Linked DNA regions of Sus scrofa: region 1 is linked to region 2. A link is a contact called in public Hi-C data. All regions are on one chromosome and are shown on one strand. Each heading gives the region's core, a stretch centred on a gene start, on an enhancer-like site or on the middle of the called end of the contact. The rest is flanking DNA. Distances are from core to core; before and after follow the strand shown. Region 1 has its middle 21 kb from the start of MYOM2. Region 2 holds the start of CLN8 (CLN8, transmembrane ER and ERGIC protein).

The links. Hi-C and Micro-C count contacts between places; a contact is called where the count stands out from the background.
Region 1: a contact with region 2 is called in a Hi-C map of fetal skeletal muscle, with 3 times the contacts expected there. The contact joins the enhancer-like site here to the promoter of CLN8 in region 2. A contact is called at or near these places in 1 of 5 promoter capture datasets (fetal skeletal muscle), 23 of 47 Hi-C or Micro-C datasets (adipose tissue, alveolar macrophages, blood and 15 more) and 2 of 2 datasets of contacts at active chromatin or transcription factors (alveolar macrophages and skeletal muscle).

What each region holds. Positions count from the first base shown.
Region 1 is chr15:33,506,846-33,510,676 of Sscrofa11.1, forward strand. No RefSeq gene overlaps it. Among named protein-coding and RNA genes, the nearest start is that of MYOM2, 21 kb to the right of the region's middle. Within about 2 kb of position 1,441, at least 21 of the 83 cell types and tissues checked have an H3K27ac peak or open chromatin away from gene starts, as enhancers often do. A contact at or near this core is called in alveolar macrophages, brain, fetal skeletal muscle and 1 more, where this site is marked.
Region 2 is chr15:33,286,087-33,290,272 of Sscrofa11.1, forward strand. CLN8 (CLN8, transmembrane ER and ERGIC protein) reads left to right here and starts at 2,209. Exons shown (of 3, transcript NM_001244565.1): 1 at 2,209-2,433. LOC110257074 (splicing factor, proline- and glutamine-rich-like) reads right to left here and starts at 2,242. Exons shown (of 2, transcript XM_021075674.1): 1 at 1,756-2,242. The coding sequence starts at 2,222.

The sequences.
Region 1 (3,831 bases), core at 191-2,690, 220 kb after region 2:
CAGCAACTTCCAGGGAGGCTGAAGGAGCAGGACGGGACACAGGGGACCCGGGGACGGTGCCAAGGCCTGCTGTGTGTCTGCAGGTGGCAGTTTCCAGAGTCAGGACTCTGCCCTCCCCAGGGCCTGGGACCCCGGCCCTGTCCTTCCTGAAGATTCTGTCTGGAAGGCATGACTCTAGGGCCCTTGACAGATGCTCCTGGGCTGTGGCAGGTCCACAGCTGTCCCCACACAGAGGAGGAGCTCACTCTCATCAGCTCTAGTTAGTAAATGCTCTTGGGAGGGTCAGGGCTGCAACTGGCACAGACAGTGGGCTCTCCCGGCAGCCTGGGGCCTCTTTGGGGTCTGTCCTCCTGGGACACAGCTTCAAGGGGCTGGTGGCCCTGTTGGAGTTTGGCGGACAGTCCTGGTGTTGAAGTCTGGATGGAGCTGTGGGGTCCTTGGGCAGAACAGGCAGCCCTGTTGGGGGCAATGCTCAGAGACCAGTGAGATTCAAGTCCAACCCCACGCCTTTTCTGCAAATTCGATATTAACCTTTCTTATGCATTCCGATAACATCTTCTACTTCCATGGCATAATTTGGAAATGCTCTAAAATTTGAGCAGTGATGGTATAATTGGGCTTGCACATATGATCTAAGAAAAAAAATTAATATCTGAAAAATATACATCACATCCTTTGCCGCGGTTTCAGCATTGTGTCATCATTGAAATGTACTGCACACGCCAAGCCAGGCTGCCCTGTTTCCTCCTGGGTTTTAGACCACGGGCCCCTCTGGATAATGTAGGAGTAACTTGATATCGGGTCTGTGGGTCACGAAGGCTGTTTTCCTTCAGCCGGCGTTCCTGGGATGTGGGAGGTCAAGACCGAGGCCTCCGTGGCCAGCGCAAAGCTGCACAACAGCTGTGGCCATTTAGAGCGTGTTTACTCTGCAAATGAAACTTTGGGATGCTAGAGGGAACTTACAGGAGGATGTGGTCACGTCTGCTGCTCTAAAAGCAGCTTCAATTTGGGTCTGAAAGGCCCAGGACGGCAGCCTTTGTGAGCTGTGGCTGGCGGAGCCCAAGGCCATGGTAACCAGACGTAGGGATGGCAGTAAATCTCAGTTTCTGTCAGGGCGCAGAGTCCTGGAATCTCCTCCAAGGCAGGGCACCTTCGGGGCAAAATCAGCACCTTCAGGGCAGCTGGCTTGGGGCGGGGACAGGACCGCAGCATGTCTCGTGTGCAGACCTCACCGGCAGTTCCCATTCCATTTCTTCTGCACTTTTCTGCCATTCATCCTCAGTGTCCTCCTCCTTGGAAGGACTTTACAGCCGACGCCCTGATCTGCCAGGCACTGTTCTGCACACATGGCGCGTCCCATCCCCTCTTGCTGGTCACAGACCCTGTCTGTAAACACCCAGGGCAGGGACACAGCAGAGCAGTGTCCACGGCCGCCTTTGTGTGTGTGAAAGCGGCTGTGGGAACAAAGGACAGACAAAGGCTCTTTCTTACTGTGGGCTCTGGTCTGAATTCCTCGTGTTTCCTCGGTTCCAGCGGGATGGCATCCAGGAGCAAATGCGACAACTGCTCCCAGAGCAGGGACCACAGTAGAGAAAAGCAAGAGGAAGCTGTTAATTCCTCACAGCTCTCCTTAGTGGTTAAAGGGTTTTCTTTGATGTCGATCTCTGTGTCCCTTTGCCACAAAGTCGCAGTCCAGGGAGTTTGTGAGCGTGTCAGCAAGGTCCTTCTCTAAGCCTTGGCTCTGGTCCCCACCCCCGCCCCGTCCAGTCACTAATCGTTTCTGATACTTTCTTTGGCCCCGTTCAAATGCATTAAACTCAAATGGCTATTCGGATTCTAGGAAGGGAAGGATCCTATCAAAGCGGAAGTAGGAGCAGTTATTTCAGCAGTTCTTGAGTTCCTGCTGTGCCATGAGCATGAGCAGGCCTAGCACAGCTGTGCCCCCGCCGCTGGTATGACTGGGGTCCTGAGGGTCAGGGAGGGCTTCCTGGAGAAGGCAGTCCCAAGCCCAGTGCAGGACAGACCCCGGGACGCCGTAGCTGGGGGACTGCTGTTGGTGGCAAGCCAGACAAGCGAGGGATGGGCAGGTGGCTGAGCAGGGCTGGCTGTGGGCTTGGCGTGGTTGTGGGGAGCATGGGAGGTGACGGGAGGGGAGACAAGGTCATGGGGGCCAGTGCTTCCAGAGGGCCCCTTGGGTCTTGCCTTTGACGCGCGATGGGCCTTCAGAAGGTCCTCAGCCTTGGGCACTAGTGGATGGAGGAGCGGGATGCAGTGAGGGTGCCTGTGCCAAGGCCATTGGGCTGTCCACCCATCCCCACGATGTGTCCCCATGAAGCTGAGGCAGGGAGGACAATGCTGTGAGTGAGCAAGACAGGTGCTCAGCACCTGTGGGCGGAGGGCTGTGACCGCAACAGAGCCCTGAGACCCTTGAGTGCAGGGTGGGTGATCTTCTGCCCCCTCAGGAGCAGGGACCAAGCGGGGAAGGGGGGGTGGTTAGAACCATCTTGCGGGAGAAAAGCAAACTCATCAGTGACTTCGACATCCTGAGGGACAAGCATCAAAGACCAGAGGCCCCTGACTGCCTCCTCCACCCCCATCCCTCTGCTTTGTTTCCCATGAACCAGGGCTCAGCACAGGTGGGGGACACAGTGGGACTCAGCCCTCGGCTGCCCCTTGGCAGGAAGCAGAGAGCCCCCAGTCCTCAGCGGACTGGATGTGGACTGCGTCAGATGAGATTTGAGATTCCAGAAACTGCGGGGTCGTGGGGGAGGGGGGAGCTGCCAGGATGCCCCTGCCCACCTCCAACTGCTGCTTGTTTTTGTTTTTCTCATTCTGGGTAGCCAGTACTTGGTCCCGCCCCACATGGCCAGGCACTTTCTAAGCCCCAGAAACGCCAGCAGGAATCAGCTGCCTTACCCATCAGTGTTTCCAGACCTCAGGTGTGACTCATGCATCAGGAAATCAATCTGCTGGGATGCAGCTGCACCTATGGATTGAAATAGAGCAGAATAACCAACATCAGAGCTTATCACACAAAGTGGGGGTGAGCAGTTATCCCCCCCTACAGACACACAAATACAGACACACAGACAGGCATACATAGACACACACAGACACATAAATACAGATACACACAGACACAGACTCACACAGAGACACAAACACAGAAACACAGACATACTCACACACAGACACAGATACTCAGACACACACATACAGACACACAGATACACACACATGGGCCGACACACGCAGACACACACATGTCCTCCAGGGGCCACAGGAAGGGTCTTAATTGGCTGCCCCTCTGTGCCCACCTGCCTGGCCTCCTCTCCTGCTCCTGGGATGTTTGTATCACACAGCCAGCATCATCTTTGGTTAGAAGTCAGGGGGCTCCTGGGGGGGGGGTGTCTCAGGGAGACAGGCCAGGAGGAGGTCCAGCTGTGGAGATCCCGACAGCCATGTGGACATGGAGATGACTGTTTGTGACTGCTGTCTATATGCAAATCTCTGTCCAGACTTACATCTCTATTTCTAGAAAACGTCTGTCATAAGGTATTTGCTCCCATGATGCTGGAGGCTGAGGAGCCCTAGAGGCGCCCGGGATAGCTGGTGGGTGGTGCAGCTGGAGGCCGGAGGCCTGGGGGCCTCTGTGTCGACCTCTTCCCTTGCCCTGAATCTGAGGGCCCGGGAGCCTGAAGGGCAGGGGGTGCTTTACCCAGTGCATTTCCGTCCTGGGGGGATTGGGTGGTGCCACCAGACCACCCAGTAACTGTGTTTAATCAGGCATCTGGGCCAGGCCATAGAGCTGACACCTGAAATGAAGCATCA
Region 2 (4,186 bases), core at 959-3,458:
GAGAGGGCTCAGCTTGGCGGCAGCAACATGGAGTGACCTCGCTGTCAGGAAGGCCTGGAAGAGGAGGGGACAGAGCCCTGGCCAGGTGACTCAGGAGGTCAGCGACCAGGTTGCAAACACAGGTGCCTCATTTTGGGTGCTCAAAGCAGGAATCGGGGTGCATTTCATTCAGAGTCTTCTCCGTTCCATTGGGTTATTGATCACCAGTTATACCTGTAATTTTTGAAAAAATGATTGCTTTCATCACATATTTTAAAGGTAGCAGAGCAGGGAGTTCCTGTCATGGCTCAGTGGTTAACAAACCCAACTAGTATCCATGAGGATGCGGATTCGATCTCTGGCGTTGCTCAGTGGGTTAAGGATCCTGTGTTGCCTTGAGAGGTGGTCACAGACGTGGCTCAGATCTGGTGTGGCTGTGGCTGTGGCGTAGGCCGGCAGCTGCAGCTCTGATTAGACCCCTAGCCTGGGAACGTCCATATGCCGCAGGTGTGGCCCTAAAAAGACAATAAAAGAAAATAAAAATAAAAGTAGCATAGCAGAAAAATACAGTCCTTGAACATCTTAACCTAAGCTGAGAAATTTACTGCCAGCATGCTAATCAGGTCACCACTTCACCTTTCTGAGCCCAGTTCCTCATTTGAAAGGCGGACCTGGTCACAGCATGCACAGAGGACACCAAGAGTGAGGGCAATGACTGGGGAAGTGGCAGCACCTTGAGCACCAGATCTCTGTTTCTACAGGAGACTCAGGATTTAGCTGAACCTTGATGAGAATCAGAAAATCAGAAGATACAATCATTGTTGATACTTTGTTTTCAAGAGGTGTTGATAATTTAAACATCTTATTTCATCCTCAAATTCTCTTCACCACTGGGAGACTTTGGGAAGGGGAAGCAACACAAAACAAGAGTGAGTCTCCAGAGCTGTCGTTTTTAATCCAACTCAGTACATTTACTGTGTGTCTCTCATATGGTCTCCCTACACCAGGGTGGGTGTAGGGAGGAAAGAAGGCTTTCCATGTGATTTCCCGTATTTTCAGCAGATGTGTGTGAATCATGGGTGATTCCCAAGTGCTGGGGATACAGGAGTGACAGGCACATTCCCAAGTGCTGGGGATACAGGAGTGACAGGACCACATTCTCCTCCCATGCTGCTAACATTTTAATCAGAGGACACAGAAAATAGCTAAAACAAACCCATGAAAATACAAAGTGTCCAGCGGTGATAAGTTCAGGAAAGAAAGAAGATTCAGGGTGAGATCAGGGGAGGGCAGGCTGTAGGGACACGTGAGCATTAGGCTGGCCTGGGGTCAGGTCTGCATCTACTCTTCACACCTGAGGTCGGAGCTCAAGCAGGTAGTTTCAGCTGGTGGATGTGGAGCCCCGGGCTCTCTGAGTCAGGCCTGGAGAGGGTGCTCCTGGCTGTCTGGATCCTGGCACCTACACCCACTAGTGAACTCTAGGACCCCAGCGGCACCTCGCGGGTGCCCTGCACATGGGCTATGGGCTACCCCAGGGGGGCTGGCAAGGCCTGACTGCACCGCCCACAGTACGCGCTTCACAAGCTGTCAAACAGCTAAGGCCTTTTTTACACTCTGCAGACAGGTGAGCCACGCAGCCTGCTCCGGGTGCTAATGCGGAATCCTCCCACCGTACCAGCCGGCGTTGTGATCCTTTCCGGTTCACAAATGCGGATTCTGAGCGCAGGGTTGGCGTGGTGGGAGCAAGGCTGACAGGGGCAGGAAGCGAAACTGCACCTGAGGCTCGTTCCGTGGCCCTGGGCTGGCCTCTGCAGAGGTGCGGGCTGGGTTGGACCAATGTCACCGCCGGGAAAGGGCGGCCTCCCGCGGACCTTGGCAGCCGAGCTTTCAGGGGGCTCCGTGGGGTCTCCTAGGGTCCTCCGCAGGGTCGTCCCCGCGGGCGGTGAGTTCAGAGGCGTCGCCGAACCTGGGGGCCCCGGGACCCCCGCGAGCTCTGGGTGGACTCGGAAGACTCCTTCCTGGTTTAGCACCGCTCCGGAAGGGTCGACCTGGGACGGGAGGGGTAAGTCCCGGGCCAGCTCACGGTACAGGCCAGTGAGGAGGGGCGGCGAGTGCAGATCCGGCCCCCCTCCCACAGTACAGCCCGCGCCCCCCCCGGTATGGTACAGCCCACTCCCCCCCCCGCGGCTGCGCCCTTGGTAGCGTCCGGCCGCGGTGCGTTTTTCCCCATCCCGAATGCGCATGCGCGGCGGCTTGGGCGCGGGTCGTGACCCATCTTTGTGCAGGTGGACGCTGGGCGCTGGTGGGTGTGTGAGTCTTGTCTGCTCCTCATCTTGGACCGCAGAACCCCGCGTCCTCGCGCGGAGGAGCCCCGCGTGACCACGTCTGGCCTGCGGTGCTTGGAGGCCTGGGCTGACTGTGGGCCGTGGACCGGTCCGGCCGCCCGGTCCGCAGGTGAGCGGGGCAGGGGGCGGGTCACGCCGTCTGCAGGTGAGCCGGGCAGGTTCAGGTCGGTCTGGCGCTCCGTCGACAGGTGAGCGGTGGAGCAGAGGCCAGTTCCGCCCGTGTACCGATGAGCCGCGTGGGGGCTCGATCCGAGCGGAGTGGGAGCCAGTCCGGGCCCCGGTAGCAGGGGTGCAGCCGGCTGGTCCACCTGGGAGCTCAGCCCCTTCCGAGAGTCCAGGTCTTGCACGCTGAGGGACTGGTCAACGAGCGTCTTATCCCTGATTATTAGAGCTGAGCAGTAAGTTCCTGGGGTGACTTCAGAGATGTTCACTGCAGAGTGGTCTGTGCACAGACTCCCTCGAGAAGAGGGTTTACAAGAGAACTGTGAACATCATGCTGAAAAGAATTAGGCGAAAGGCAGCGTGTATGTTTTTCATGAAGAAGAAAAAAAACGTAAAAGCTCACATTTGGCAAGAGGATTGACCCAGCACCCCGCCCCCCCAATATAGTAATAGTGTTTAGAGCTGGGTAGGAGGATTACTAGGTTTGAATTTTGTATTTTTATGCTGGTTTATATTTTCTGAATTTTGTTTATTGAGCATGTTGTTTCTTTAATCTTGGAAAAAATCTTTTTGAACTGACGAAGTGTAACTCTCAAAATGTTAGAAACATCTGTCCAGCTGATAAGGAGCACATGTCAGTTTGCATTATCTGACTGAGCAGGGATGCCACTGGAGAGCAATGAGCCACAGCCTTTGGGATTTTACCTTCTTTGGGCCAAGAGGAGAGCTTTTGTGTCTTGTCAGTGTTGCCAGGTTAACCTCATAGACTGAAGTCTGGGCCTGTCTCACTGTTGTCTCTCCTGGAAAGTCAAGTGAACCCTCAGGGGTTTGTAAGCAGCAATTCAGCATGACATAAAACAGCATGAGTTCTCCTCTTTTTTGGGCAATATTTCCAACTTTTGTATCAGTTTAGCCACCAGTGATCAGAAGGTGCTCATAGATGCTTCTTTGTCAGAGCTGGGGGGCCCTGGTGGCCAGGGTCACATCCTGGGGACCCTACTGCCTGGCTACTGTAGTGCCGGGGCTGACACTCTAATAAATTTCAAAAAAATCGCCTGGTCTGGTGCAATAGAAGCCACTAAACCTTATACAAAAAAGAATGAGAGGAAGTTTTTGTAAATAGATCTTATAGAAAATGGGACGTGGGGAGTCAGGGGACAAGGCCTCCCCCCCCGCCCCCCAGGGAATCACCTCCCTCATGGCCACAGTTCCTCTACCTCGACCTCCGAGGTACTGGGATGGTGAGCTTCGAAGCCACCAGGATTGAAGGAACAGCGTCATCAGTGCTCATGGGTCTGCGGCCGTGTCAGGGAAGGCAACAGTGGCCCCAGGTGACAAGAAGCCCTCAGTCTGGGGACTGGGGGGAGGCAAGCCTGCAGCAGCAGGACAGGGTGACCCCAGGGTACCCTGTGCCAGGGAAGGAGAGGGGTCTGGTCAAGGGGAGTGGGCACTGGGGCTCTGCCCTCCCACCTAGTCTGTGCTGCATCCAGAGCAGGGCCTGGCTCACCCTGGGGGTGCCACCTAGTCCAAGGCAACAGCGCCTCCGCTCGTCCCTGAAGAGCCCCCACCCAAGGCCTGGCCCTGTCCCCTCATGCCTCAGGTGGATCAGCTCACTCCTGTGTCCCGGAGACCCATGGGGACAGGTCAGACCCAGAACCTCTGTGCTGCAGCGGTGTAGGAAGGGGTGTAACCAGGAGGAT